Linked DNA regions of Mus musculus: all the other regions are linked to region 1. The links are chromatin contacts, called in public HiCAR-type, HiChIP or PLAC-seq and Micro-C maps. All regions are on one chromosome and are shown on one strand. The core of a region is the stretch at or near the end of the contact, and the rest is flanking DNA. Distances in the headings are between cores, read along the strand shown.

The links. A called contact is a pair of places that touch in the nucleus more often than the background predicts. HiCAR-type assays count read pairs that join an accessible place to other places. HiChIP or PLAC-seq counts read pairs in DNA pulled down with a chosen protein or histone mark.
Region 2: a contact with region 1 is called in an H3K4me3 HiChIP or PLAC-seq map of forebrain, with 4 times the contacts expected there. The contact joins two enhancer-like sites. A contact is called at or near these places in 5 of 484 Hi-C or Micro-C datasets (cerebellar granule neurons, cerebral cortex, long-term hematopoietic stem cells and 2 more) and 4 of 115 datasets of contacts at active chromatin or transcription factors (embryonic basal ganglia, embryonic stem cells, forebrain and 1 more).
Region 3: a HiCAR-type map of fibro-adipogenic progenitors shows a contact between it and region 1, with 4 times the contacts expected there. The contact joins two enhancer-like sites. A contact is called at or near these places in 1 of 484 Hi-C or Micro-C datasets (cranial neural crest), 3 of 115 datasets of contacts at active chromatin or transcription factors (astrocytes and fibro-adipogenic progenitors) and 1 of 9 other capture datasets (adipose tissue).
Region 4: a Micro-C map of muscle stem cells shows a contact between it and region 1, with 8 times the contacts expected there. The contact joins two enhancer-like sites. A contact is called at or near these places in 2 of 484 Hi-C or Micro-C datasets (embryonic fibroblasts and muscle stem cells) and 1 of 115 datasets of contacts at active chromatin or transcription factors (embryonic limb bud).

The regions. Positions count from the first base shown.
Region 1 is chr9:60,307,749-60,313,988 of GRCm38.p6, forward strand. The region is part of intron 6 of Thsd4 (thrombospondin, type I, domain containing 4); the gene reads right to left. Among named protein-coding and RNA genes, the nearest start is that of 2010001M07Rik, 23 kb to the right of the region's middle. Within about 2 kb of position 2,118, at least 66 of the 459 cell types and tissues checked have an H3K27ac peak or open chromatin away from gene starts, as enhancers often do. A contact at or near this core is called in fibro-adipogenic progenitors, forebrain, muscle stem cells and 1 more, where this site is marked.
Region 2 is chr9:60,456,506-60,463,311 of GRCm38.p6, forward strand. The region is part of intron 3 of Thsd4 (thrombospondin, type I, domain containing 4); the gene reads right to left. Among named protein-coding and RNA genes, the nearest start is that of Thsd4, 51 kb to the right of the region's middle. Within about 2 kb of position 2,051, at least 58 of the 459 cell types and tissues checked have an H3K27ac peak or open chromatin away from gene starts, as enhancers often do. A contact at or near this core is called in forebrain and uterus, where this site is marked.
Region 3 is chr9:60,475,460-60,482,657 of GRCm38.p6, forward strand. Thsd4 (thrombospondin, type I, domain containing 4) reads right to left here. Exons shown (of 18, transcript NM_001040426.3): 3 at 6,964-7,036. Among named protein-coding and RNA genes, the nearest start is that of Thsd4, 32 kb to the right of the region's middle. Within about 2 kb of position 4,737, at least 18 of the 459 cell types and tissues checked have an H3K27ac peak or open chromatin away from gene starts, as enhancers often do. A contact at or near this core is called in fibro-adipogenic progenitors, where this site is marked.
Region 4 is chr9:60,557,116-60,563,483 of GRCm38.p6, forward strand. No RefSeq gene overlaps it. Among named protein-coding and RNA genes, the nearest start is that of 9230112J17Rik, 14 kb to the left of the region's middle. Within about 2 kb of position 4,401, at least 38 of the 459 cell types and tissues checked have an H3K27ac peak or open chromatin away from gene starts, as enhancers often do. A contact at or near this core is called in muscle stem cells, where this site is marked.

The DNA.
Region 1 (6,240 bases), core at 868-3,367:
ATAATCCCAGTTCTGGGGAGGCTTGCTGGCCGGCTGATCCAGCCTCATCAACCATCCCTCAATACCAAGGGGAGACCAACCGTGCATTAAAAGTCAGGGTGGGTGGCTTCTGAGGAGCACATGAGGTTGACCACAGGCCTCCACACATAGATACATGCACGTGCACCCACATGCATGTGAACACAAATCCCTACCCACGCACACACAATAATTCCCTGAAAGTTGAAAAACAATTGTCCTAAATAACTAAACGGATTAAGGCTTGTGTCTCTGGAAGAGGAGAGAGAGCAGGCACAGGCTTCACACATGCTGGAGGAGGAAGAGCAGGGTACGGAGGCCACGGCTCTATCCCTGTTTCCCCTCGATGGATCACAATGCCCAAACTGCCTACCAAAGTGGCCTTTCAGGATGGAGATTTGTTGCATGCCATGCCTTTTGGGATCCAGCTCTTCAAATGCGACGTCACACATTCTAGCTCAACAACTGGCCCTTACCCCTTCACTATGAGATGGCTACAAGTGAGAAACCCTGTCCAGCATCTGCTCAGACTTTGATTTGGGCGGGGGTGGGGGTGTTATTTGACACATCCGCATTCCATGGGAGGCTCCCTGCAGATGTGGGGGAACCTTCACCACTGACCTCTTGGTAAAAGATACCCAGCCAGGAACTGGAAACATGCAGCATGACAACACAGCTGCCCAGATCTCCACTGCTCACTAGAATGGCAGGCTCCAGAAGAGAGGTCTATTCCATTCATCAAGCCTGCTGGGCCTAGAAGGTCCCTGGTAAGGGTAGAGATGGTAGAAATAGAGCAATATGCCCCACACATGCCTTCCTCCCACACTCCCTACAAACATTACCAATCAGATCGGTAGGTAGCTGCATGATTTCCTCTAAGCCTCAAATCAGATCTCCTCTCAAAACATATTAAATCTGCTTGTTACCTTCAGATGTTTTTAGATGTGTGTGTGTGTGTGTGTGTGTGTGTGTGTGTGTGTGTGTGTGTGTGTGTGAGAGAGAGAGAGAGAGAGAGAGAGAGAGAGAGAGAGAGAGAATGTTTTGAGACAGGGTTTCTCTACGCAGCCCTGGCTGTTCCTGGAACTTGCTTTGTAGATCAGGCTGGCCTTGAACTCAGAGATCTGCCTGCCTCTGCCTCCAGTAGCGAGTGCTGGGATTAAAGGTGTGTGCCACCATGCCTATAATTTATTTTTAATTTTCTATCTTACTATGTAGTTAAGGATGACCTTGAACTTCTGAGCCACTTGGGGGCTGGCAAAAGGCATCCATCACTCCTACTTTATATGGTACTGGAGATGGGACCCAGGACATTGCACATGCTCAGTACACATACTTTACCAAATGAGCTACTTTTCCACCTCCATTCTTGAAAGACACCCAAGACACCCTCTCTCTTTATGAGACAGATCCTCATGTATCCAAAGCTAGCCTCAAAATTTTCTAATCAACATTGATATGCACCCAAGGATAACCCTTAGTTTCTAATCCTCTGACTATGTACTGGGGTTATAGCCATTCATTTTTTTCCCTTCTGTATAGTGATTAAAGCCAGGGCTGTGTGCATGTCAGGCATACATTTTACCAAATGAATTATATCCTCTGCCTAGAAAGTACAACTTTCTCCTTTCAGAAAAGCCTAATTTTAGTGAGGATTCTAAGAAGTAAAGATTTCTCTCTCTCTCTCTGTCTCTGTCTCTGTCTCTGTCTCTGTCTCTGTCTCTCTCTCTCTCTCTCTCTCTCACACACACACACACAAAACAACAACAACAACAACACCCCAAAACCAAAACTAAAATCCGAATTTCTCCTAGGAGTACAAATGTAGTTCAAGTCCTTGACAAAGTAGGCAGGCCTGCTTGCCTGAAACAATGTTTCCTAAGCTGACAGCTCTGGTTTAAGCAAAGAGACACCACCCAAAAGAAGATGCCGCTGCTGGCCTGTTCATGCCTCTGGAGTGTGAGCTGTATGGCAGGCATTATTCTGATCATGTCACTTGTACTGTCTCGTATAATTAATAAAATATGATTCTGATGCTAACACAGCCGAGGATCCAAGACTCATTTCTCAGATCCAACGTGTTTCACAGATGAATGCAACCCAAGTCACACAGGCCTGCTTCGTGCCAAGAGTGCGCTCACCCGCCCAGGACCTGACCTCCAGCAATTCTGCCTGGGAAGCAGGGCCTTCCTGAAATCCGGCCCAGCCCTGGCCCATCTGTTCCAGCCTGTCACTCGGCCACGTTCTATTTCTGAATGCCCAGCTTCAAAAAGCAGCTCGTAACATCTTTGCAATTTGTCCCAGATGGACAGTGTGGCTTCCATGAAGGCTGCTCCTCTTCTCCTCCGTTTCTTCTGACAGGTCTGAGAACAGAGAAGGTTGCAAATCTGTCTTCTAACAAACTCAGAGGATGCCCAGGCTTTAACACTGTGAGCCAGTGCGGGAGCTGCTGCTTGGCCTGTGCTTGCGTCAGACACTGGCATGCTGAGCCACCTGCCCTGTAGGGCCAGCCTTGGGCTGCAGCCCTGGGCAATACCAAGTGTGGTGCCGTTCGTCCCTGGGGGATAGCCCCTGTGGATCCCAGGTGCAGCCTTACAGCAGCTGCCCTGAGAACTGGAGCATGGGGGAAAAAAATGACAAGTGTGGTGATAAAATCCATAATAAAAGTGAAAGTTACTGATTTTTCTAGGGATATTTATTAAGTAGCTGGCAACGAGCCACATTGGATTCACAGGCAGTCTCACCCTTCACCCCTGACCTCTCCTCTGACCTTGGTTTTGGAAAGAGAGATGTTTACTCCCTAGAGAAAGTTCTGGAGTGGCCAAGGGCTGCTTTTCAGGCTGGAACTGTGAGGCAGTCTTAAAGTCTGTTTCTCTTGTGATCAGGAAAGGCGCCCCTGTTTGGGATTGTGTGTTGGCTGCCTTTATCCCACATGAGTGGGCTCTTTACTCCCCCATGATTTAACTGAGCCCCAGTTTACCATGATCAGGGTTGTGGATACACTGCTCTTGTTTTCTGTTTGCTACATTGTATCTTATCACAAGTCAGTCTCCCCTGTCACTTTTCTAATCCATCCCAACTGCCCCGTTAAGGATCAACCGGTGACTAAAGCCGTGAGGCCTGGAGGCAGTGCATTTCTTGAGGGCAGAGGTCACATCTTACTCATCTCTGAATTCACATATTTGGCATAGGAGGCCCAGTGGATCCATGCTACTTGTGGATAAAAAGGAAAAGGTGGGGATGGAGAGGGAAGCAGAGCCGCAAGCTTCTTTGGAGTTAACTTGTCCACCAGAGCGAACGGTTCTCTAGCAAGCACTGGCTAAGAAACATTCCCTGCCTGTTTGATGCTATCTGAAAAACTGGGTGTCTGAGGAGCTGAGAGAGAAGGCTTAGTCAGAAAAGTGTTCGCTGAACAAGCATGAGACACGAGTTCCATCCCCAGAGCTAGGTGGAATGTGAATGGTTTCAGGGCCATCACTAGGCAGGCATTGGGCTAACTGGGGCCCATTCTCTAAATGCAGGCAAATACACCTGTTATAGCTAAGCCAAGAACTCTGAGTTCTGCCCACCCCCCAAAGAAAGAGAAAGGAAGGAGGGGAGGGGAGGGGAGGGGAGGGGAGGGGAGGGGAGGGGAGGGGAAGAACAGTAGAAGACACTCAGCTTTGAACTCTGGACTTTACCCACATATGTGCACACACTACACATACACATTATAAGTACACACACACACATACACACACACAAACACACACGGAGGCACAATTTGGCTACTTGATACAAACGTTGGCTTGGCTGAGTGGGAAGCAGCGCACATAAAGAGTAAGCCATAAACTTCCTGTGTTCTCAATGACAGCCAGAACCACTCACAGCTCCATCTCGCCGGTGCTTGGGAAAACAGGAATGCCCGTGCCGGCGCCATGGGAATGCTCACTGACATCTTTGCCCTCCTGCATTGTGCCAGCTGCCAACCACTTCAATCCGCATTTTTCCTGTCCAAAATTGCAAATGCCCAGAGTGGCAAGGCTCCTGGCCAAGGAAACACAAAGGCTCAGCCTAATTAGTGCACATTGAGGGTGAGAAAGCTAATGTCCAAGAGGCCGAACATCACAAGCGGGAAGCTTGGAAGCAGCTGTTTGGAATCACCAAGCCATTCTCCACTTCCACGCCACAGTAACAGTTGCAAGAACAGTTAACAAGGGACTTTGGGCTAATTGGACCCACCCACAGAACACATGCCTGATCTGGAAGCCAGGCCTCATAGCTACAGAGAAAGGAAGCTCATACATTCAGGCTGGGCTGCTGTGTCAACACATCCTGCATCTTTGTCCAGAAGGCATCCGTGCCCAAGTGGCTACTTCTGCCAGGGTCTTGTGGGCAGGAAACAGCGGAGGGTGCCTCTCAGTCAAGATTCCACTCTCCCCACAGAGCTAGTGCTGCTACAGAGGCCTCATCAAGGAGAGTCTCAAATGGAATCGCAAGGAGCTAGACTGGATGCCAAGCTCAAAGGGCCATGCTAATACCTCATGAGTACCTTCTGGATACAGGCACAACTCATGAGCACCTTCTGTATACAGGCCCCTTCATAAGCACTAAAGATTCAGTATAGCACAGTAGACAGAAACTTCCCTCTTCATTAACTACGCCTACCTTTGTGACAGCGCGTGGATCGTAAGGTCACAGGACTTTCTTTAACCAGGGTTCCTATTCAGGCACACTGCATTCTGAAGTGTTGATATCAGGCAGCCAGCTTTTCTGGGTTCTGGGGAGATTTAAATTAAGGAAAAAACTCGAAAGATTTCAGCAGGGCCCTTTCCTTCTTCAGGTCTTCCGGACTCCATGCTAATATTAATTCTTTCCTGTCTCACATCCTCAATGTCCATACATAAACATAATCACATAATCACACATAGAAAGTGTCATCCGTAAAGTATGATGTGCCATCTCTCTCACCCTCCCAGACACTCTGCGGTGTGGCTAAGTGTGGCACCCATGAGAATGAGAACACTCTACAGACCTCAGATTACAGGTCATGAAACTGGCAAGAGCTCCGGCTGCTATGCTTCAAATCCATTACAACAGTGGTGCTGGCACCAAGCTGAGCTTCCCACGGCCTGTTCCCAGGGGTGACGGCTGATCCCAGTGGGGTACAGAGGCAAGACTATTCCCAGGAGACCTAGGACTCCTCTAGAAACTTACTTGACTAAAAGACTCCTAGATGGCCTTGGTGACCCTCCATGGTGACTGAGAATACTTCCCACCAACCTCCGACCCCTCCCTCCTTTGATGGAGGACGGGCTTCTGTTACTGTCTGACTGGTCTCCTAACCATCTGTTTCCTCTAATAAAACCTTGGCATGTTTAACTCCATATTGGTGTCGGGTTCTCAGAAGATGCTGACAAGAAAGCAGTATTGTATCTTCACACAGCAAAAACCCACGAGACAAAGGCCACCTCAGTGGCATCGAGGTGGGGAAGGTTCACAGCTCAGAGCCAGCCCTCTATGAATCGCAATGTGAGGGAGCCTGCATCCCTTCCACATGCAGCCCTGGACTGGGACCCTGAGGTGTTTCCTGAGAGCCGGACTACCTTTCCATGTCCCTGGCTGCCCCAACTGAGGAAGCCTGAGCAGAGAACAGAGCAAATTCCTTCAGTATCCAATGGGTTCTTCCTGCTTCCCCCTTAGGGAGGAGACAGGCCCTGGTGCCATCCCAGAGACGGGACCTCTGCACCCATTCTCACATCCAGTGCCAGTAGAGCCTCACTCAGCATGTCTTGCCATTTAATCAGTGTGTTTCAAGACCATAATTTGACAAAAAAAAAAATGAATCTATCAACTTGAAGCCAGAGGAGACATGATTAGTCTTGCCAACTGCAAAGTCAAAGGTAAAGCTACACTTCTCCCCAGTGACTGTGGCTGCAGGAGACCCAGTGGCTTCAGATGGAAACCAAGTATTCATGTGACCACATCAAAATTCTCTTTGGCATCCCAGCTGGCTATCTCAGAGCTGTTTTCCCAGTGCCCGGAGAAGCCCAGGACAACGCAGCCAGACCTCCGTCACCACCAGGGGCCATACACTCTGATTTCTGTACCCCCGTGGCTGGGGAGACAGCCATACTGCACCCTGTGACCCTGTGGCTGGGGAGAGAGCCACAATCACTTCAGGAAAACCAATCAGCAGTGTTTAAATGTCTTAGCAGAAAACTGAAAGGGGAAACAAATAGCTTT
Region 2 (6,806 bases), core at 801-3,300, 150 kb after region 1:
AACAATACAAGGAAGGGAAACAGAAGAAATATAAAGAGGACAGGTCATTTCAGAGATGTAGAGCTGAGTTCTATGTCCAAAGCTAAGTGCTGCTGAAGAGGGAACCAGTGATTTCCAAAAAGGATCGTTCTCATGAAGCCTGAGAAGTAGCCCTGAAAGAGTGGATCTGCAAATCAGCAGGGTGGGATGCAGGCTCATCTCCCAGACTTGGGAAACTCCAGGAGGTTAGCTGTAGATAAAAGGCAGCTGCTATTGCTAGCATTCAGTGCTTTTAGGCTCTGCTCCAAGCTGGTGGCTTCCTTCTGACAGTTCTGAAACTGGCGGCTGCCACCTATTCCGGCTTCCTCCTCTCGGAGGCATTTGAGGCAAAAGTAGGTAAGCACATGGCTTTTGGGTTCCCTTCTGCCCTGCCTGATGGGAAAGGATGCAGGGAGAGGTTGCTGAGCAACAGGATCTTCAGCGGGGAGTATAAGGAGTTGGCAGTTGAGCTGCACGTGCCCTAGGCAGATGCCTCTGACCCATGTTCCCAGTCCTATTTGTACCTTAGAATCATGCACGATATACTTCAGGCTGCCTAGCTATAACTCTACTTCCAGACACTGGCATCCAATGTACCTACAAATGACCCCACAGGTAGGTAAGTTGTCATTGTTGTTGTCATTGTTGTTATTGCTTTATCCCCCTAAATGATTCTAACCCACAACCAAGACCAAGAACTTCCCAGTGAAGTTGTAGTATGAGTTTCACAGATATTTCAGAGCTTTGATTTGAGATAGGCTCCTAGATCTGTCTAAATTTGGCAAACACAAAACCCAAACACTAGTGGGTGGTGTTGATGAGGGCTGTGCTACAGGGAAAGGGAAGGGCCCCCGAGCCAGGGCACAGCTAAATAAGTACCAGGATCAACTGATGAGCGGTCTCTACCCCGCACTGGGAGGGAGGGAGAGAGGGAGGGATGGCTGGGGTCTGATTATGCTACTCCAGCTAGCATCTCTAATCCTATCATAGCCTCCACTAAGCAGCCTGAAGCCTGCTGAGACTGGAAGCCCAGGAGCCCACCGTCCAGCAGCTGCTGGCTTGGATAAGCTCCAGCATCCCCCAGGGAAGCAGCTTGGAATAGTCACAGCAGCCATCAGCACCACACTCCACGAAATGAGACTTTCAGATCCATTTTGGGGGTTCCGGGAGCTCTCGTCTCCAGGGAGAGCTTCAACCCGTGACGCTTTTAAGAATGATTACTCTCGGAGCCTTAAGACAAAAATCAAGAATCTTGGAGATGCCAGGCTCCACCAGAGCTCACCCAAACAGGGACTTTGAGCGCAGAGTCCAAGCGCCTGCACTGCTTAGCAGCGATCACCCAGCGGATAGACGGGATCCACCCAGCAGGCTAGGGAGCAAGGAGCTCACATTGCTCTGCCAGCAGCATCCCTAGGGACCCCTGCTTGATGACAACCACCCCAGAAATGGGCTCAACAAAACATACAACTAGTCCCTAACCGCTCGCTCTGAAGCTTAGTTCTTCCTCTGTAAAAGAAGAGTGCTCTGACCCTAAGGACCGTACTGCTGTGAAGGCAGAAAAATGACATCATCTTGCTTACAGTGGGACCCTAGAGTTGGCATGGACAGACCTTACTAGAAAGTAATAAAGCACTGGGCAGGTTGGTGCACACTTGTAACCTCAGCACTGAGCAGTCAGAAGCAACAGCACAGTGAGTTCCAGGCTGGCTTGGAATGCACCGTGGGACCCTGTCTCAGAAGCTAAATTAAATGCAAAAAGGGAAAGGAGAAAGATCATAGGAAAAGAAGGAGAGGGAGAGATAAGGGAAACAGAGGAGAGAGAGAGCTACAGAAAGAGAGAAAGGAGGGAGGGAGGAGAAGAGAGAAGGAGGAAAGAACTGAAAGAAAGGGAGGGGGAGGAGAGGAGAACAGGAAAGAGATAGAAGGAAGGAGGTGGAAGAGAGAGGATGGACAGGAAGAGAATAGAGAGGGAAAGGGAAGGGAGGAAGCAAGGAGGGAGGAGACAGGAAGCAGGGACATGGAGCTCTTGCTCTGATCCAGACAGCTCAGCAGATATCGCCCACCCAAATATACAGTGGTCACCCGCCCAGAACACAGATAAACACCCTGCAGAGTCTTTCCCTGACAGCCCCCAGAGAACCGCATATGTTCCGACTTCACCACAGGCTCCTGGAAATGACTTTTGAGTTTTATTTCCTTGTCAAAAATCTTGTTGAAATAATCGTCCCGACCCACGCTGAAGCAGCAGGCTCGTGTCGACTCTTGGCTGGAAGCTTCTGCTCAGCAGAAATCAAGAGACCGGAACATCCATTTGTCACGTGCAGCCGTGTGTAAAAATCTTTAATTGCCCTGCTTAATGGCATGGAACGTGGGAGAGGGGCAGGCAGTGGGTACATAGTGGAGAATAGGCAGAGGTAGTCTCCATGCGCTAAAATCTGCCTGCCATTGGCAGATGGCTGAGTGACCATCAAGGCAAGGATAGTGAACTTCCTTTTCTTTATTCTTTTCTTTGCTGTGGTGTGTGTGTGTGTGTGTGTGTGTGTGTGTGTGTGTGTGAGAGAGAGAGAGAGAGAGAGAGAGAGAGAGAGAGAGAGAGAGAGAGAGAGAGAGAGATCAGGAGAAGGGTTTACACGCTCATGTATGCCTGAAGAAGGCAGAGGCTGCCTTCATGAATGTCTTCCCACCATATATACTTAGGCACAGTATCTCACTGAACCCGAAGCTCACTGATTCTACTTGCTCTAGCTAGCCAGCCTCCATTGCCTCCAGAGAGCTGAGACTGCGGGTGACCACTGTGTGGGGAGCCGCCCTCACATTCGCCATTGCAAGATGGCGCTGACATCCTGTGTTCTAAGTGGTAAACAAATAATCTGCGCATGTGCCAAGGGTAGTTCTCCACTCCATGTGCTCTGCCTTCCCCGTGACGGCAACTCAGCCGATGGGCTGCAGCCAATCAGGGAGCGACACGTCCTAGGCGGAGGATAATTCTCCTTAAAAAGGGACGGGGTTTCGCCATTCTCTCTCTTGCTCTCTTGCTCTTGCTCTCATGCTCCTGAAGATGTAAGCAATAAAGCTTTTGCCGCAGAAGATTCCGGTTTGTTGTGTTCTTCCTGGCCGGTCGCGAGAACGCGTGTAAGACCACTGCCCTACCTGGATTTCACTTGGGCTCAAAGATCTGCACTCCAGTCTTCACGCAGGAGGCAATTCAACCACCGAGTCATCTCCGCACTCCCAGAATCTTCCTTTCAACCTTTGCTTTTCCAGGCCAGGAGCCCTACTGGTCTTTTTGGCCTTTAAGTCAAGGATGTGTCCCCCAGTACCCTCCCATCCCCCAGGTCTGCCCTTCCCACCTCTCCAGCAGACTCTAGGCTCCCTGGAGGAACTTTCTGAGGTGCTCAACACTCTCCCTCTGCTCCCACCCTTCCCCCATGCTCCCACCCTCACCCTTTCCTTTGAGCCATCTCCAGCTTCTGAATCACCCAAGGTCTGCCTGGCCTTCCCCAGTCTATCCCAGGCCCAAAAAGGTCCTTCCCTGTCTAAACACCTATACCCTCAGCCTCGGGTCTTAACTCACTTTAAATTACCCATGACAAACTGTCTGCCCACCCCTTCTAACACAGAAGCACTTGGCATGCATAAGCAGGGTAACTGTAATTCACCATCAAACTAGGACCCTTTTAAGAGGAACGGGGGTGTTATTAATGATCACATCAGGCCCACAGGCATAAACTACCACTGCCCCAAATGTCTAGATGCCTTCCAATGAGCCTAACTCTCTAATGATATCGAACCCTTTTAGCCCTTGGACCTTATGAACATGAGTTGACAAAGGAGCAGGCAAAAAAAAAAGCTTCTAAAACCCCTTGAAAGTTTAGGAAGGATCATCTGGCCTGCAGTGTGCAGGGTAAAGGACGGCCAGAATAACCACAGCTCATGGCTCGCGGTTACGAATAGAAATGAGCAAGCTACAGGCTGCTTTCATTTCATTCTCTATAGAGATGCAAATGTGAAGGCTGACGTAAGGTTGAAGCAAGCTTTGCATGAGAAACCCAGTTTGCATAGCTTAAAACAATTTAATATCTACCCATGGCCAGCTAAGCATCTGTCTCTAATTCCATGGCCACAGTCACTGTCATTGGACGTACACATCTGGGAGAGACTAAACTGGTCCAGCGCTTGGCAAGCTATAGCATCTGATCGCCAGGGCCCCTTCCATCCCAACATGCTGCTTTGCCAGCACTGTCTTTAGCTCCAGGGGAAGGACAAAGGGCAGGTCAATCAGGTCCGATCACCCTGGTAGGGGGCACCTAACAGGCAGGTCCACAGAGAAAGACACAAGGGGTAATTGGGGCTGCACAGGGAAGGCCACTTAACTCTCTCAGCTTTTGCCCTCTTCTCTGGAAAGGCTTCAGTGGAAGAGAAAGGTTGGAGGAAGGGAGCGCCTTGCCTATTAGCAAATATTTCAATACAGCCCTTGACCTTCCCTGTTTGATGCGTGGGATGAGCCTTTGCAAAGATTCCTTGCATGGGATACGGGGCTCAATCAGGAATCCCGGCTTGGGTGCTTGTTCTCATTCTACTTGCTTTTCTTGCGGAGAAGCAGCTCTGCCCCACTTGTAAAAAAGCATCCCGCCTCTGGTTTGGTCTTGTCCGTACCACATGCTGCGAACTGATGTTACATGGAGGCCAAGATGAAATTCCCGGTACCATCGCCACCCAACGACGTGGAAGGCAAAGGCAGAGGTCAATGGTATCAGCTTCGGGGATCTTGACTGTGCGAGTGTATATAACTTCAAGATGTTGTCATCTACAAACTTCACACTCAGGAACTGGGCAACGGAGTTACAGAAATAAATCACAGAAATTACCTAGGAACTACAACATGTTTTAAGTCGGCTTAGGATTTGTACGTTGGGCTACAACCTAAATTATATGTGGGCCATGGGTTGGACCTGCCTCTGCTTTCCCCTTGAAATTCAATGTACCACCTGCAATGCCTTGCAGTCAGCAGTGCCCCACTTCAGGGGGTTCTCTGCTAGACTCTGCTTTTGAGGACAGCCACATTCTTGCTTCCAGGGTGAACAAGATACAGAGCAGACAGCATGGAGCAGAAGTGACTTGCCCAGCATCATGTGAGATGCAGCTCTGGACACGGGGAAGATCAGCAGCCCTGACAGCCCCAGCTTCCCCAGAGAAGCCCAGCTCTCATTTCCCCTAAGCTAAGAATCACACCCACAGAGTGATCCCCGCCCTTAGTCATGGACAGCATCCCATAATCAAGTGGCCCCACCACCTGAGACAAAGGAGAGGTGGGCAGACAAAGTGACTTTTCCAAAAGAATAGGTCACATAATTTCCAGATCCTGCAAAGGAGGCTCAAGGGTCTTGGCTCCTGCTGTCCCCTGGGCACACAAAGCCCATCTACTGGTTTCAAGTCTTTGTGCTTGCTGGTCCCTCATGCCTGAATCATTTCTTTCTTCCTCTAGATAATCCTTATTGCATTTATTCATTCATTCATTCACCCATTCATTCATTATTTTATTCATTTACAGGGGTGCCACAGCACATACTCAAAGGGTGAGGGGACAATTTTCAGGAGCTGGTTCTGTGGGTCCAGGAGAACAGAGCCCAGACTGTCAGACTGTCAGAGCCATCTTGCCAGCTCCCTTTCATTGCACCTTGCATTTTTCAGACCTCTCCCCTTGAATCATTCCTATCTGACTTTTCAGATTCTTCAAAGCTTCTTTGAGCCTGGACCTCCTCCCCTGGTACAGAGAATAGCAGCAGCCCTTGAGGACAAAAGCTTAGGTGGTGGGCAGGGAGATCCATGCCCACAAGCACCCTCTGCTGTGATCCCAGTCTCTGGCCAGAGGGCCACCACTGGCTGCCAGGCCTTGTTCTTGCCGCCCTTACTAGTCCTTGCACTCGGAGCATGCTCACTAAGCCTCTTGCATTGTTCACACTGATCGACACATCCAGCAGGGGTTCTCAGCCCTACTCCGGAGGGCCCCTGTGTCTATGTGATATGTCTTCCATGTGAGCAGCACAGGAGGCACATGGAAGGAAGGGCAGGGTGTTCTCCACACTACTCAGAAGTAGGCTCAGACACTGTGCAACTCATTTGTCCTCTGATATTTTATGATGTCCATTCTTTCTGAGCGCTTTCCACAGATGCTGGGTTTTAGTATTGTTGCTGATGTTTTTTTTTTTTTTTTTTTTTTTTTAACCATAATGACAATACAGAGCTGGCTGAGATGGCTCAGTGGTTCACAGCACTTGCTGCTCTTCCAGAGGACTGGAGTTTGGGTCTCAACCCTCACGCTGGGCAGTTTACCACTTCCTGAAACTTCAGCCGACTTCCAAAGGGCACCTATTCATGCATAATAGACACTTACACAACCTAAACATATAAATAAAACAACGTAAATATTTAAAAAAAAACATATACTACATGCTATCAAATGTTACCAAAGCTAATGGTTACAATATAGAGTAGAAAATTAAAGTGGACCCATGAAGGTTCATTTAAAAAAAAAAAGGAGGATAGGTCAAGGAAGAATCATGTGACCCACGGGATTATGGTTCAAACATAACCTTGTAACATAAACTACGATATGTCAAGGAGAAAAAGACACGAGACCCCCCAAAAGCTGGTGCATTCTGAAAAACAGACAGTACAATCAACTCCATAAAGGACCTTTAAGTTAGATGCTACCCCTTTTCTGCCCTAAGTTATTAATATGTGTGTAAACCTTTGCATAGCGGTGGGCTAGTATGTGTACACACACA
Region 3 (7,198 bases), core at 3,487-5,986, 170 kb after region 1:
GTCTTCTACACTAATGTACTGCGATCTCCTGACCATCCTTTTGCTGGTGGGCTTTTAGGGTATGTCCAGCCTGCTGTTATCATAAACCAAATGGCTATGATCACTGTTACTTGTATGTTTTAGTCCACATGTCTTTGCTTCTCCAGGGTAAGGACCTAGAAGAGAATGGGCAGGTCACAGAAGGACGAACATGGTGAGGGTTTCAAAGTGGCTCCCATTTCCAGGTTCTGCAGTTCTGACAGCTCCTGTCCTCAGAACCCTTGTCCTGTCAGCGTGTTCACTGTAGCAGCCATGGCAGTGGCATCTCAGTATCTTAATACACATTCATCCAGGGACAAATGATTCTCACCAAAAAGGCTTTTGCACACCCTTAGGGGCCATTTGGGTGTTCTCTCATATGGGCTGTCTGTTCAATACATTACTCATTTAAAACAATTTATTTTAGTGTTTATGCATATATACACAACAACAACAACATACAAGTGGAGGTCAGAGGATACCCCCTTGGGAGTCAGAGCTTCCCCACCCCCACCCCAACTGAAAGATCCAAACATTTATTCCCCTCCCCACTGCAAGATCCAACAATCACGTGGGTCATTACTAGGTTTGCCCAGTAAACCCTTTCATCCTCTGAGTCATCTACCCTCTCTGTTTTATCCATTTGTAAATTGGTTTGCTCAACTCTTCTTAATGATCAACAGAGCTCCTTTGTATATTCCAAACACGAATCTTCCGTCAAACACTCCATTATGACCTTCATCTAAATTATACTTTGTCCTTTTGTGGAGTCTTGATTTTCATAAATATTCAACTCCAACATAGTATAATCCTTTTCTACTTTATGTATCTGTTTGGTTTTTTTTTCTATAGCTCCTGTCATCTGTGCAGGCGCTCTGCCCCAAGCTACTCCCTCCAATCTTTAGTTATTAACTGTTCATCTACCTCAAATCACAAAGAGATCCTCCTATGTTTGCTCCTAGAAATGTCCGTTTTCTTTTTTTTCTCCAAATTTTTATTAGGTATTTAATTCATTTACATTTCAAATGCTATCCCCAAAGTCCCCTATACACCCCCCTACACCTCGCTCCCCTACCCACCCACTCCTACTTCTTGGCCCTGATGTTTCCCCTGTACTGGGGCATATAAAGTTTGCAAGACCAAGGGGCCTCTCAATGATGGCCAATTAGGCCATCTTCTGCTAAAAATGCAGCTAAAGACACGAGCTCTGGGGGTACTGGTTAGTTCATATTGTTGTTCCACCTATAGGGTTGCAGACCCCTTCAGCTCCTTGGGTGCTTTCTCTAACTCCTCCATTGGGGGCCCTGTGTTTCATCCAATAGCTGACTGTGGGCATCCACTTCTGTGTTTGCCAGGCACTAGCATAGCCTCACAAGAGACAGCTATATCAGGGTCCCTTCAGCAAAATCCTCCTGGCATATGCAATAGTGTCTGCATTTGGTGGCTGATTATGGGATGGACCCCCGGGTGGGGCAGTGTCTGGACAGTCCATGTTTTCGTCTCAGCTCCAAACTTTGTCTCCGGAACTTCTTCCATGGGTGTTTTGTTCCCAACTCTAAGAAGAGGCAAATTGTCCACACTTTGCTCTTCCTTCTTCTTGAGTTTCATGTGTTTTACAAGTTGTAACTTGAGTATTCTAAGTTTCTGGGCTAAAATCCACTTATCAGTGAGGGGAAAAATTCCTGAATAGAACAGCAATGTCTTGTGCTGTAAGATTGGAAATTGACAAATGGGACCTCATAAAATTGCAAAGCTTCTGTAAGGCAAAAGACAATGTCAATAAGACAAAAAGGCCACCAACAGATTGGGAAAGGATCTTTATCAATCCTAAATCAGATAGGGGACTAATATCCAATATATATAAAGATCTCAAGAAGCTGAACTCCAGAAATTCAAATAACCCCATTAAAAATGGGGTACAGGGCTAAACAAAGAATTCTCAACTGAGGAATACCGAATGGCTGAGAAGCACCTGAAAAAATGTTCAACATCCTTAGTCATCAGGGAAATGCAAATCAAAACAACCCTGAGATTCTGCCTCACACCAGTCAAAATGGCTAAGATCAAAAATTCATGTGACAGCAGATGCTAGGAGGATGTGGAGAAAGAGGAACACTCCTCCATTACTGGTGGGATTGCAAGCTTGTACAACCACTCTGGAAATCAGTCTGGCGGTTCCTCAGAAAACTGGACATAGGACTACCAGAAGATCCAGCAATACCTCTCTTGGGCATATACCATGTTCCAACTGGTAATAAGAACACATGTTCCACTATGTTCATAGAAGCCTTATTTATAATAGCCAGAAGCTGGAAAAAACCCAGATGTCCCTCAACAGAGGAATGGATACAGAAAATGTGGTACATTTACACAATGGAATACTACTCAGCTATTAAAAACAACAAATTTATGAAATTCCTAGGCAAATGGATGGACCTGGAGGGTATCATCCTGAGTGAGGTAACCCAATCACAAAAGAACTCACATGAAATGCCCGTTTTCTAAAGCACCAACAATACGAGAAGGCTTCTGTAACGGAAAGCTTTCTGTTCTTCCATAAGCTTTCCGCTCAGCATCCAACCCGGGGACAGGGTTGAGAGGGTAATCAGAGATCTTGGCTGCACTTCCCCTGGATTCCGCGCTGCCTATGACCTATCCTGAGGTCCCCTACTTGCATCATGACCTGCTTATCAGTTAGCAAAGCAAATATTTTACTTCCCTCACTCTGCTCTGTAGTGTCCCTGCTCTGTTTGTTTGAAAGTTTCTATAAACACCGGGCTGCAGAGCAGCTCCCTTTGGCCAGCAGCCCCGGCGAGGAGTTTGTATTTCCTTCCTCTAGCTTTCTTCACTTTCTACATGTTCTACAGTAACTGAGAGATTTAAATTAAAACGTGAACTTAATCACTGAGCAATTAAAATGAATTACTTTTCCACATCTAGAAGCTGAAAGACACTGTACTGGGCTCAGCTGACGAAGTGCACTGTGTGAGGATGCAGCCAGCACCCGAGTAAAGCTGGACACGGTGGCACATGTCTGTAAACCTGCTTCGGGGGAGTTAGAGACAGGAGGATCCTGGAGCCTCATTGGCTAGACAGCTTAGCCCAATCAACAACAGACAGTGAGAGCCTCTATCTCAAAAAAAAAAAAAAAGTAAAGAATAACATACAAGATTAACTTCTGCCCTCCAAACACAATTCATACAGACATACACTTGTCCTCCATACATACACAAAATACATAAATTTAATGTAAAATGGCACTATTCCATAATTTTTTTCTGTATAGAGTTTGTCTTGGCCATACTTCCTTTTTTTTCTCCTGTTCCTGGTTTCCTCTTTTTCACAAATAAAAACACACACACACACACACACACACACACACACACACACCCTCTAAAACTACAGTCATCTGCCAAGTATTAGCAATTAATGGGTGAGCAGTCTTTTGTGGGGTTGTTAATTCTGCCAGAAGAGGAGGCCTTCTGCATAGAAACATCTGGAAAGAGCTACTTACACTCGGCACCAGGTCCCCTCCGCCTGCATTATTACATAGGACAGTTCCTAAGGAGATGTAGCCAGTCACCCGAACAGCACTGAGACGTGCATAGTTTACTTGACAGCATTTACAAATTATGTCTCTTGGTCGGAATAACTTACGCTGTGGAAATGCTTCCATATGCTAAAGTTGGACACACCACAGTAACAAGGAAGAAAGGAGAGCCTTTGAGTAGCTGGCTTTTATATATACAATTGACTATAATATGTGCAAATTAATAACTCTGTCCCTAAAGAATTAACCTTTGATGGGCTTATAATTCTTTCTGCTCTTCTCTGCTAACAATCAAGAGTAGCAAATTTTACCCCACATAATAGGTCAGTGAGAATTATGAATGTATCTATGTAATGAAAACAACAAAATAGCAATTGTAAATTTCATTTTAATGTGAAACTCTATGATTTTTTCTTCCAATTCCCTGGTGTTCTTCACGTCTCAAAAGGGGATCTACCTTCAAATTCCAAAATACATGTGTGTGTGTGTGTATATATATACATGTATACACACAGAGATATATGCACATGCATGTGTGTATGTGTTCCTGTGTACACATGGGTGCCCTGTGTGTGGTATGTGCAGGTAAGGGAAAACCCTCAGTCGCCATCCACCATTTTTTTGAGACACAGTCTCTCACTAATCTGAAGTTCACCAAGTGGGCTATGATGGCTGGTCGGGAACCCCAGCCACCCTCCCATCCTTGTCTGCCCATGGTGGGATTACAAGGGCATGCCTTCATTCCTGGATTTTTAAGTATGGGTTCAAAGTTTTAAGTATTGGGATCCAACTCAGGCACCCCACTGAATAAACCATACCCTGAGCCCACAGTTAATTCCTTTCCATCCTGACTTTAGAGCAGAGGTTAGCAAACGTGGGCCCACCAGCCAAATCCAGCTCACCACCTATTTTTGTAAACAAAACTTTACTGGACCGCAGCCACGACTATTCATTTACAGGGTACCTCTGGCTGCCTCCCCCTCGCCAGGCAGAGTTAAATGAATGTGACAGAAAGTATGGCCCAGAAAGACTTACAGAATTCTGGGCAGCTCTTTATAACAGTGTTGCAGCCTGATTAATAAGCATTTCCTCAGTCTGGTCTCTTCATGGACACACTGTTGCAAGGCCAGTTAATGAGCATTTCCTTAGTCATCTCCTTGCCTGCCTAAGTGGATGCTGCTACTGCCAGCCCTGCTTTCACTGCCAGGTTTTGGGGGATCCCCAGGATGACAGGCACAGTCACAAAAAGCTCTAAGAAAACACTGAAAAGCAACCTAGCACCCAAGGAAACCCACGTGGCCTTCTTTTCTTGGACGAATGGCAAGAACCCTGGCAGCCAAGACACATGTGTTTATTATGTGCAGCGACTGCTCTGAAATGTCTTTCCCCTGAGTGAAGAAATCTATAAATGTCAAGGGGTGGAGGGAACTAGCCTTCAATTGCAAAGTTCTTAATAATACTTTGACGAGGAGGTACTACATACCAGGTTACGATACGGTTTTGCTTAGTGTTTTAAACCCAATGTTCTAAAGCAACTAATAAACCTTTCTTTTTCCGTTATCACGAAGAAGACAAGGCAGGAGGAAGACGAGGGGGTGGGCAAGATGGCTCATCGGATCATGACGCTTTCTACCAAGGCTGATGATCTCAGTTCAGTCTCCAGGGCCAGCACAGTGCATGAACGGACTTATGTTGTCCTCTGATCTCCATAGTGTGCCTTGGCATGTATGACACATACATACACATATGCACACACACACACACACACACAGTAACACTTATTTGGGAACCCAGAGATTTGATATATCTATCATTTAGGTATCTTAAATAAACAAAAAGAGATGACAAAATAATTGAATTATTTATAAACTATTTGTAGCTATGATTACATATCTGAGTATTGAGAATAACAAAAAAGAACGCTGTTAGGGCAAGTCAGTTATTAATACTAAGCATTAATGATTGAAAACACAATAATAACTTTTTAAAACCTTCTACCTATTGAAACTATGGCTGGGGGTGAGATGATAATAAAAGGCTGCAAATTCCCAAATCAATCTCGCAAAATGCTGTTTGGACCTTAGCCAGGTCCTAATCGCTCCATTAGTCAGTCATTCAACAAGTACTGGGTTGAGCACCTAGCTGTGCCAGGCATTACTCTAGAGTCAAAGTAGTGTGTGAGAAGCACTTGCATGGCTCTGACTTGCCAGTGGGGAACAAGGTACCACAGAGGCTTCTACCTGGTCCAGAAAAGCAGAACGCAAGCTCCCAGATCTAAAAGAAATTAGATAAATCAGAGGAGATCGCCACCAGCTGCTGAGACGAGGTTCGAGCCTCAGCACGCCTTCCTTTCTCAGTTCCTTTTTGATTCTGAACTTCCCCTGGGAAAGCCCTATCCTAGGAAAGGGTCCTGTCAGCTCAAAGCCACTTCAACATGAATTCTCCTCCCAGGACCCAGGGAGCTGACGGAGGCCTGAGGTACTTTGTTCGCGTGTCAGGTGTCCTGCTTCTCAGAAGCACTGACAGAGCTCCATGGCCAGGCAGCACCCAGCTGGAACATGGACATGAGGCAGGCATGAGGCAGGCAGCTTGACGAGAAGTGAGTTCCTCATGTCCCATGGGCCCAGAAAGCCGGTCTCTGGGGACTAGATTCAAGGACTGTGGTCAACTGCCTACCGCAGTGGTTCGAAAGCTTCCTAACGCTGTGACCCTTTCATACAGCTAATGTGTGGCACGCTCCAAACATAAAATTATTCTCATCGCTACTTCATGATTGTAATTTTGCTACTTTTATGAATTGTAAATATCTGATATGTAAGGTATCGTATATGTAAGATATCTGCTTTGTGAACCCATGGGTTGAGAACCACTGGTCTAGACTAATCCATGGGGAAGCATCCACAGAAGATGGGGTGGGATAACAAAAGGCCAGGTCCTTCCTTCCCTCCTTCCTTCCCAGAATCCTCCTGGCAGTAGAGACTCCCATCAGAGATCACAGCTCCATATGGAAAGGGAGGTTTCTCTCAAGCCACTTCAGCTTCTCCAATCGTCCCCTGCCTGTGACCTTGAAGGTGTGCTCGCACAGGCACCAACTCTGGCAAGCGTTCTCCACTCCTGAGCGGGGCCCCAGCTTGCAAGCTTTTGCAATGCCTTCCCACTCAACTCTAGGGACACAGACTGTAAAGTCAGCTCTGCTCTCAGATCACAGCACTGGCTTCTTATCTAGAAACCTGGAAAAGATGCAAAGACGGCAGAACATTCTAGAAACAGTGCTTCTACTCAGAATCAGCTGGGCCTCACCTCCAGGCAGAAGGAAGATAAGGGAAGTAGCCACAGTGGCCCTGCCCCCTCCGGCAGAGAAGCACAATGGCTCTGAGTGGCCGGGACTTACTTACCTTTCTGTGTTCAGTGGAAGGCTGCGGGCAGACAAGCTGAGAACCAAGCAGCAGCAGGAGGGTGCTCAGGGCACTAGGGAAGAAAAAGAGCAACAGACAGAGAGGTGAGCATGATCCTGGCAGTACCTGGAGGAAGCTGGCATCACCAGCTCATTGCTGGAAGGGAAAGGTCAGTCCACCCTGAGTCCTGAGATAAACTCGGAGAAAAGGAAAGAGCCCCACCCCAAGGACGGCC
Region 4 (6,368 bases), core at 3,151-5,650, 250 kb after region 1:
TCTCTGACTCTGTTGCCTGCCATTGGATCCCCTTCCCCTAACTGGACTGTCTGTTCTGGACTCGGTAGGAGAAGAGGTCCTCATTCCTGCTGCAACTTGATATCCCAGAGTGGGTTGCTACTCAAAGGGGGCTCCCTCTTCTCTGAGGAGTAGGAGGAGTAATGGGGTGAAATATTTGTGAGGATGGAACTGGGTGGAGAAAAGGGAGGAGAGGCTGCAGCAGAGATATAAAGTGAATAAATAAAAAATGGGAAAAAACCACATTGTATGCATATATGAAATTCTCAAAGGATTAACAAAATATTACTTTAAAAAAATAGATGCTACAGCTCTAAGTTAGAGCTTTGGTTCCACCCATATATCACTGGATATTTGAGCAACTGTTTTAAAAAAAATTGACTTGGATCCAGCCTGATCTAGGGTTTGGTTTGCTTCTAAAAGATCAAAGCCAATCAGTCACATCGAGTCACGCAAGTGTGGACGGAGTTGGACACTGAAATAAGGGGACAGAAGAATCAGTGGAGTGTGCCCTTCAATGACTCAGAGAGGGAGGGGCTGTCTTTCTATACTGAGTGCTACTTCAAGGAGAGTCACCTACACGGTCCTCCAGGGGAAGGGGTGAGGTCCTCTCCAGGGTGTGCTGGTCAGTTCTGGTCTGAGCACAGGTGAGAAAGGGGTGTCGTGTGAGTGATGTTTGGAAATTCAAATTGAATTGTGATAGAGTTGGATATGCTCGCCATGGGCTGGTGTGTTTGAATACTCGTGCTGCTGTTCTGGAAGCCTATGGAGGGTTTGACTCCTGCGGTTGAGCCTTGAGTGTGGCTATAGCTCGACCGTGCTTTTGGTCCTTTCTATGCTTCCTGCTCTGTCAGAGGAGACGCTGCTACGTGATCTAAGCACCCTAACCTCCATCATAGCTTCTCCTCTGCGATGCACGGACCCTCAACCTGCGGCCCTAAGTAAATCCTTCCTCCCTTAAGAGGCTTCTGATAGCTATTCTGTCACAGCAGTGTGACAGGAGAGTGACATTAGAGCCCGTGTGGTGCACAGCAGTAGAAGAGGCAGGGGTCCAGTTCCTCCTGGATCCAAGTCAACTTTTCTTTGAACAGTTGTTTGATTATATAAATGTATGAATGGAAATACCCTAAAGTCAACCTTGAATGTGTGTGTGTGTGTGTGTGTGTGTGTGTGAGAGAGAGAGAGAGAGAGAGAGAGAGAGAGAGAGAGAGAGAGATTCATACATATTGGCCCTATGGAAATCCTAATTTGCAGCATTGTTTCATCTGATAATGACTTTGTCTGGTTTTACTTGACTTTCATCCTTTCTCCCACCCCCCATTCTCTTCAAAGGACAGAGCTCAGGGAACCAATGAGGGGAGATTGTGTCTCCTTTAATCAATTGGTCCATTCATAAAAGTCATATTTGGGTGTTCCTTTTAAATCCAGAACACCATCCTGGTGGGAATTCCCCTTCTGGGATCTTTTTTCTCGCTCCCAATTTAGAATCTGTCTCTGTGTGGGACCAGGGTGTTTCAGAACAGATGACATCATGAAGACCCACAGAAACAGATGTTCAGACTCTCTGTGCCTGTGAACTCAATCCCGTGCCATCTACTGGGGTTGAGAGTGGCTGGGCCGTGCAGAGGGAACTTCTAAGAAGAGTGGGTGGAAGGGCCCTCTTTCTGGCTTTGCTTTATTAAACATGAAGTGTCTGGGTTGACCACTCTGGCAAGGGCATCCAGCAGTGGGCACATGGAGCTGGTGATCAAACCTGCAGTAGGTAAGTGCTCTGGCTTCACTGAGTGGATTTCTAAGCTAGATGTTGAAATAATTTTCCATTCCACCCCACCCTGCATAAAGGCATGAGATAATGGGATACTTTTAGCAAGAGGGGAAAAAAAAGTCCTATAAAAATGAACACATACATACCATACAGAAGACAAGGTACCTTCCACCAGTTGCCAAGAGACTCATGGAGTAACGGTTACATTCATAACAGGCTATGAAGCCCAGTACAGGAGATGGACACAGGTCATCATGGGTCTGTAAAGAGTTGAAAAAGGAACACAATGAAGAAACTGGTCAGAAGAAAGCTTTACATAGTGAGAAGGATGGCACACATCCATGATCCTAGAAATCGAGAGTTTGAAATAGGATGGCTGTGATTTCAAGGCTAATTTGGGCTACATAGTGAAGCCCTGTCTCAAACACACAGACAGACAGACAGACAGACACACACACAGACAAACAGGCACAGAGACAGAGAGAGAGAGAGAGAGAGAGAGAGAGAGAGAGAGAGAGAGAGAGAGATCACAGGTCACTAAGTGTGGTTGGCACATTGTGTGACTATGTCTATGAGCTCCTGACCATCTTGAATTCCTAGACCCTTGGTATGCACATCCCCCTAACCTTGTGGAACTATCTCTGGCCTCTGTGGAACTTCCCTGTCTTCCCTCACTCCCCTATCCCTACCTCAAGCTAATAAATCAGCTTGGGTCTCCTCTCCAACCTAACTCATCTCCTCTCCAAGACCCTAGGCTCCAACCCAGTTTCCCCGAATGACTCTTCCAACACCCCACATTTACTTTATGGTGAGTCCTGCTGGCTGAACTTTCTGATTATGCTGACATTGGGCTAATTCTCTATACTCTGTGCCTTTCTTGCTCCCATGCTCTGTTTCCCAGGATCTGTCACCTGGGTCACTGAATCTGTTCCCGATGCCCCTACTTGTTTTGCCTTGTCCCTATGGACGAGGGTACGGTACTTTTGACGGTGTTAAGATAAAGGCAGGATGATGTCATTCTCTGCTCAGACTTCTTGTTCTGCATGGTGCCTTGGTTAGTGGTCATCAATTTGGCATAGCCTAAAGACACCTGAGAAGGTGTCAGCAGGGCCTGGTAGGCAAATGGTCGATGGTCTTGCTGTTACTTGATGTGGGAGGGCCCAGTCTACTGTGACTGGCCATTTCAGGGGCAGGTGATCATGGGCTGTATAAGGAAGCTAGCTGAACAAGAGCCTGTGCCAGCCGGCAAGCAGAGCTCCTCCCTACCCTTGCTGCCACCACTGTCTTTCCATTTCAGTTTCTGCTTGAGTTCCTACCCTGACTTTCCTCATTGGCAGACTGTGACCTGGACTTATAAGCTAAATAAAGCCAGTCTTCTCTATGTTGCTTTGGTCGGAGTGTTTGACCTCATCAATAGAGATAAAGGTAGAACAGAGCAGGAAGCCAAACTCCTTGTGATGGCCTTCAAGGCTCCTTGTGTTCTGGTCCCTAGTTGACACTTCTGTCTTTCTAGAGAGCCACTGTGTCACTGCACTGAAATCCCACAGTCTCCATGCCAGGTCTCACCCTCTCCAGACCTGCTCTTTGTCACCTACCCCTTGCCCTACTTTTCCCTCTGCCAGAAACACTTGTCCCTCAGATGCCCCCAGGACTCTTCCACTTCCTTCACGCCTTTACACAGGTGCCCCGTTCCTGTTCACACCGCCCAAAACCGATGGCCTGGACATGCCTTCTGCCCTGAGGTCCTCTGTGTCTCTCCCAGCTCCTAGCACCATCTTGCTGACTACAGAGAGCGCTTACTTACTCCTTCATTACACACCTCCCACGAGAATGCAAGTCTTATAAAGTCGTGGCTTCTTGTCTCTTGCCTGCAGTTTTATTGCTACAGAATATGTTCTTTTAAAAACGTATTACATGTATTTAGCTGGGAAGAGGAACATGTGCATTCCACAGCAAAAGAGTAGAGGTCTGATGACAAGCTGAAAAGCTGTTCCTCTACTTCTGTTATGTGGGTCTTTGGGACCAAACTCAGGTCATTAGACTTGATAGCAAGTGCTTCAACCCCCTGATGCAACCATCTCGGTGAAACTAGATGAGTCAGAGATAGTCACTCCAAACAGACAAACACCGCAAGTGGTCACCTGTGCAAGTGATGCTGTCACAGGGACTGCTCAGTAAACACTGGAGTAAGGCTGGCCATGAAGCAAGTCACCAGCTGAGCTACCAAACCCACTGGAGACCTGCAAGCACCACAGGCTTCGTCTGGGTCTCTGGGTCATTACATTAGCTGCCTCTAAACATAGAGGGTCCCTTGCCTCTCTCCCCATACCCTCTTCACTGTCAAATAGCCCTCAGCACCCTTGAGGCCTCTCAAAAAGATTCTCAATGCCCCTCTCCCACAGTACAGAATCTGCCTATTTATTTATCAGACTGATCTCCAATCTTGACTGTGGACCCTGTAATGAGGAGTCATCTGGGTGAGCCGAGTGCCAAGATGACACGAAATAATATTCTCTGAGTGAATGGGCAGCTAAGTGGGTAAAAGCGTGGATGGCTCAGTAGCAAACAGCAAATGTCACCTCCGTCAGCCCAAGGGAAACTTCATGGGGAGAGAAGAACACAAGCCAGAAGAAGTGTGCCTTGGGGAACGGGCCACCTCCCGGCTCTTGGTCCTCTCCTGTAACCCACCATGTGCTCATTTTCTCAGAGCTGTCTTCTTGGCTCTTCCTGTCCCAGTATTTCTGATTCCCAGAGCAACGGTTCCAAATTGTGTGCCAAACTTAAGACAAGCTTTTCCAAAACCACATTTCTTGCCTGTGGCTTTTCCAGCCGATTTTTCTACAGCTGTTGTTTCTCCATGATGTAGCTTGTCTATCTGGACTTGGGCATGCTTGCCTCCCAGGAACAAGCAGCTTTTCTGTGTGGCTAGAGAATCTGCAGGGCTACTCTTAGAGCCTCCTTCTCTGGTAGCAAGAGGAAAATGCATCCCCTGTTGCCATGGAAACATGGTATTTCGCAGCAACAGAAAACAGAGAAGCAAAGTTAAAATTAGTCGAGGTTGTGGTGATAGTTCATTCCAAAAAGTGTGTGCTGTGCATGTATGGGGATCTGAGTTAGACCCCCAGAACACTTGTAAACAGTTGGGTGTGACCTGTGTTATAATCCCAGTGCAGAGAGGTGGAGAGGTTGGCCCCGGGGGATTGCTAGCCAGCCAGCCAGTCTACCTACTTGGTGAGCTCTTGGCCAGTGAGAGACCGTCTCAAAAAAACCATGTGTAGTGAATTCTGTGATGGATCTCTGGCTTACTTGAGACCCCCCTCCTCCCCCCAGCACGTGTGTGTGTGTGTGTGTGTGTGTGTGTGTGTGCGAGTGCACTCGCACACACACACACACACACACACACATCTACATAGATGATAGACCCTCTGACACACATATAAAGTTAAAATTACTTGCCTCGCAGTACAATACAGCAGCTCATGTAAACTCACAGAGCCTAGCTGTGGAGAGCAGGTGTGGGAAACTTCTCCGGGCTCCTGGCTCCCTTTTCTCAAAGCCTTCTGCAAACATGACAAACTGTGGTTAAGTTAATGAGAGAGATGCTTATCGGTCAGCTACCCTCCTGTCTGGATACACCCGCAGCCAGCTGGAAAGCACACAGGCACTGAGGCGTTTTACAAGCATGCGCTGCTCTGTGCATCGGAATGCACCTGGGCGTCTTACCTTTCAAATCTACTCCTTTGCAGGCGCCTGCCCCTGCTCCAGCACCCTGTGCTAGATTTCAGAGGAAGTGTTCTGTGCGCTGCTCTTGTTTTACATTGTTGGCTGAAGTCGTAAAGTCACAAGACATGAGAGAGCGACAGACCCTGGGAGATTTAGCTGCTCTTACCTCCTCTTTTTTTAATGGAAACTGTCAGAGTGACTTTCATTTTGGATTTTATGGGTTCTATTTGTGTTGACATGACTGATGGCTCTGCTTCCCAGACAGCCTCATAAAAGGCGGCAGCTTACTTCCTGATGTGCAGGCGAGGACGCTACAGTGCTACCATCTTAACTTCCTGCCTCATATCCTTCCCCGGATTTGGGATGTAATTGGAGACTTCTACCCATAGCCTTTCCTCAAAGGAAGAAAAGTACGGTCTGATCTGAGCCACTGCCCATTGACCGCTCCAGTAGGCATCCATGGTTCCTGGAGTCTGTGGGCTTCTCTTTAAATACCTCAACTCCTGCAGGATGGCCTGCAGCTTCCCTTCATGGGGCGGGGCTAGAAGGCTGGAGTCGGAGCCTTAACAGTGGGCCCTGGTGGCTAGAGTTGTGTAGCACAGGCAAGGTGCTCTGAATTGGTGCATTGCTGGTTGGAATCTGGGAAAGACTAGAAAAACAAAAATCAAAACCCGTTTTCAGAGCCCATGGATAAGATCTGGTATGGAAAACCGGTTCCACATGATAGCTGGGGTTGGCAGTACTGAGGGGCTGAGAGACCAGAACGAATGTTAGGAAGGGTCAGGAGGGCGGCTTGGACCTGAGATTGTGGAAGTAGTGAGTGAACCGTGCCTTTTGTTTCCTTTTTTTGATTTAAAATTTA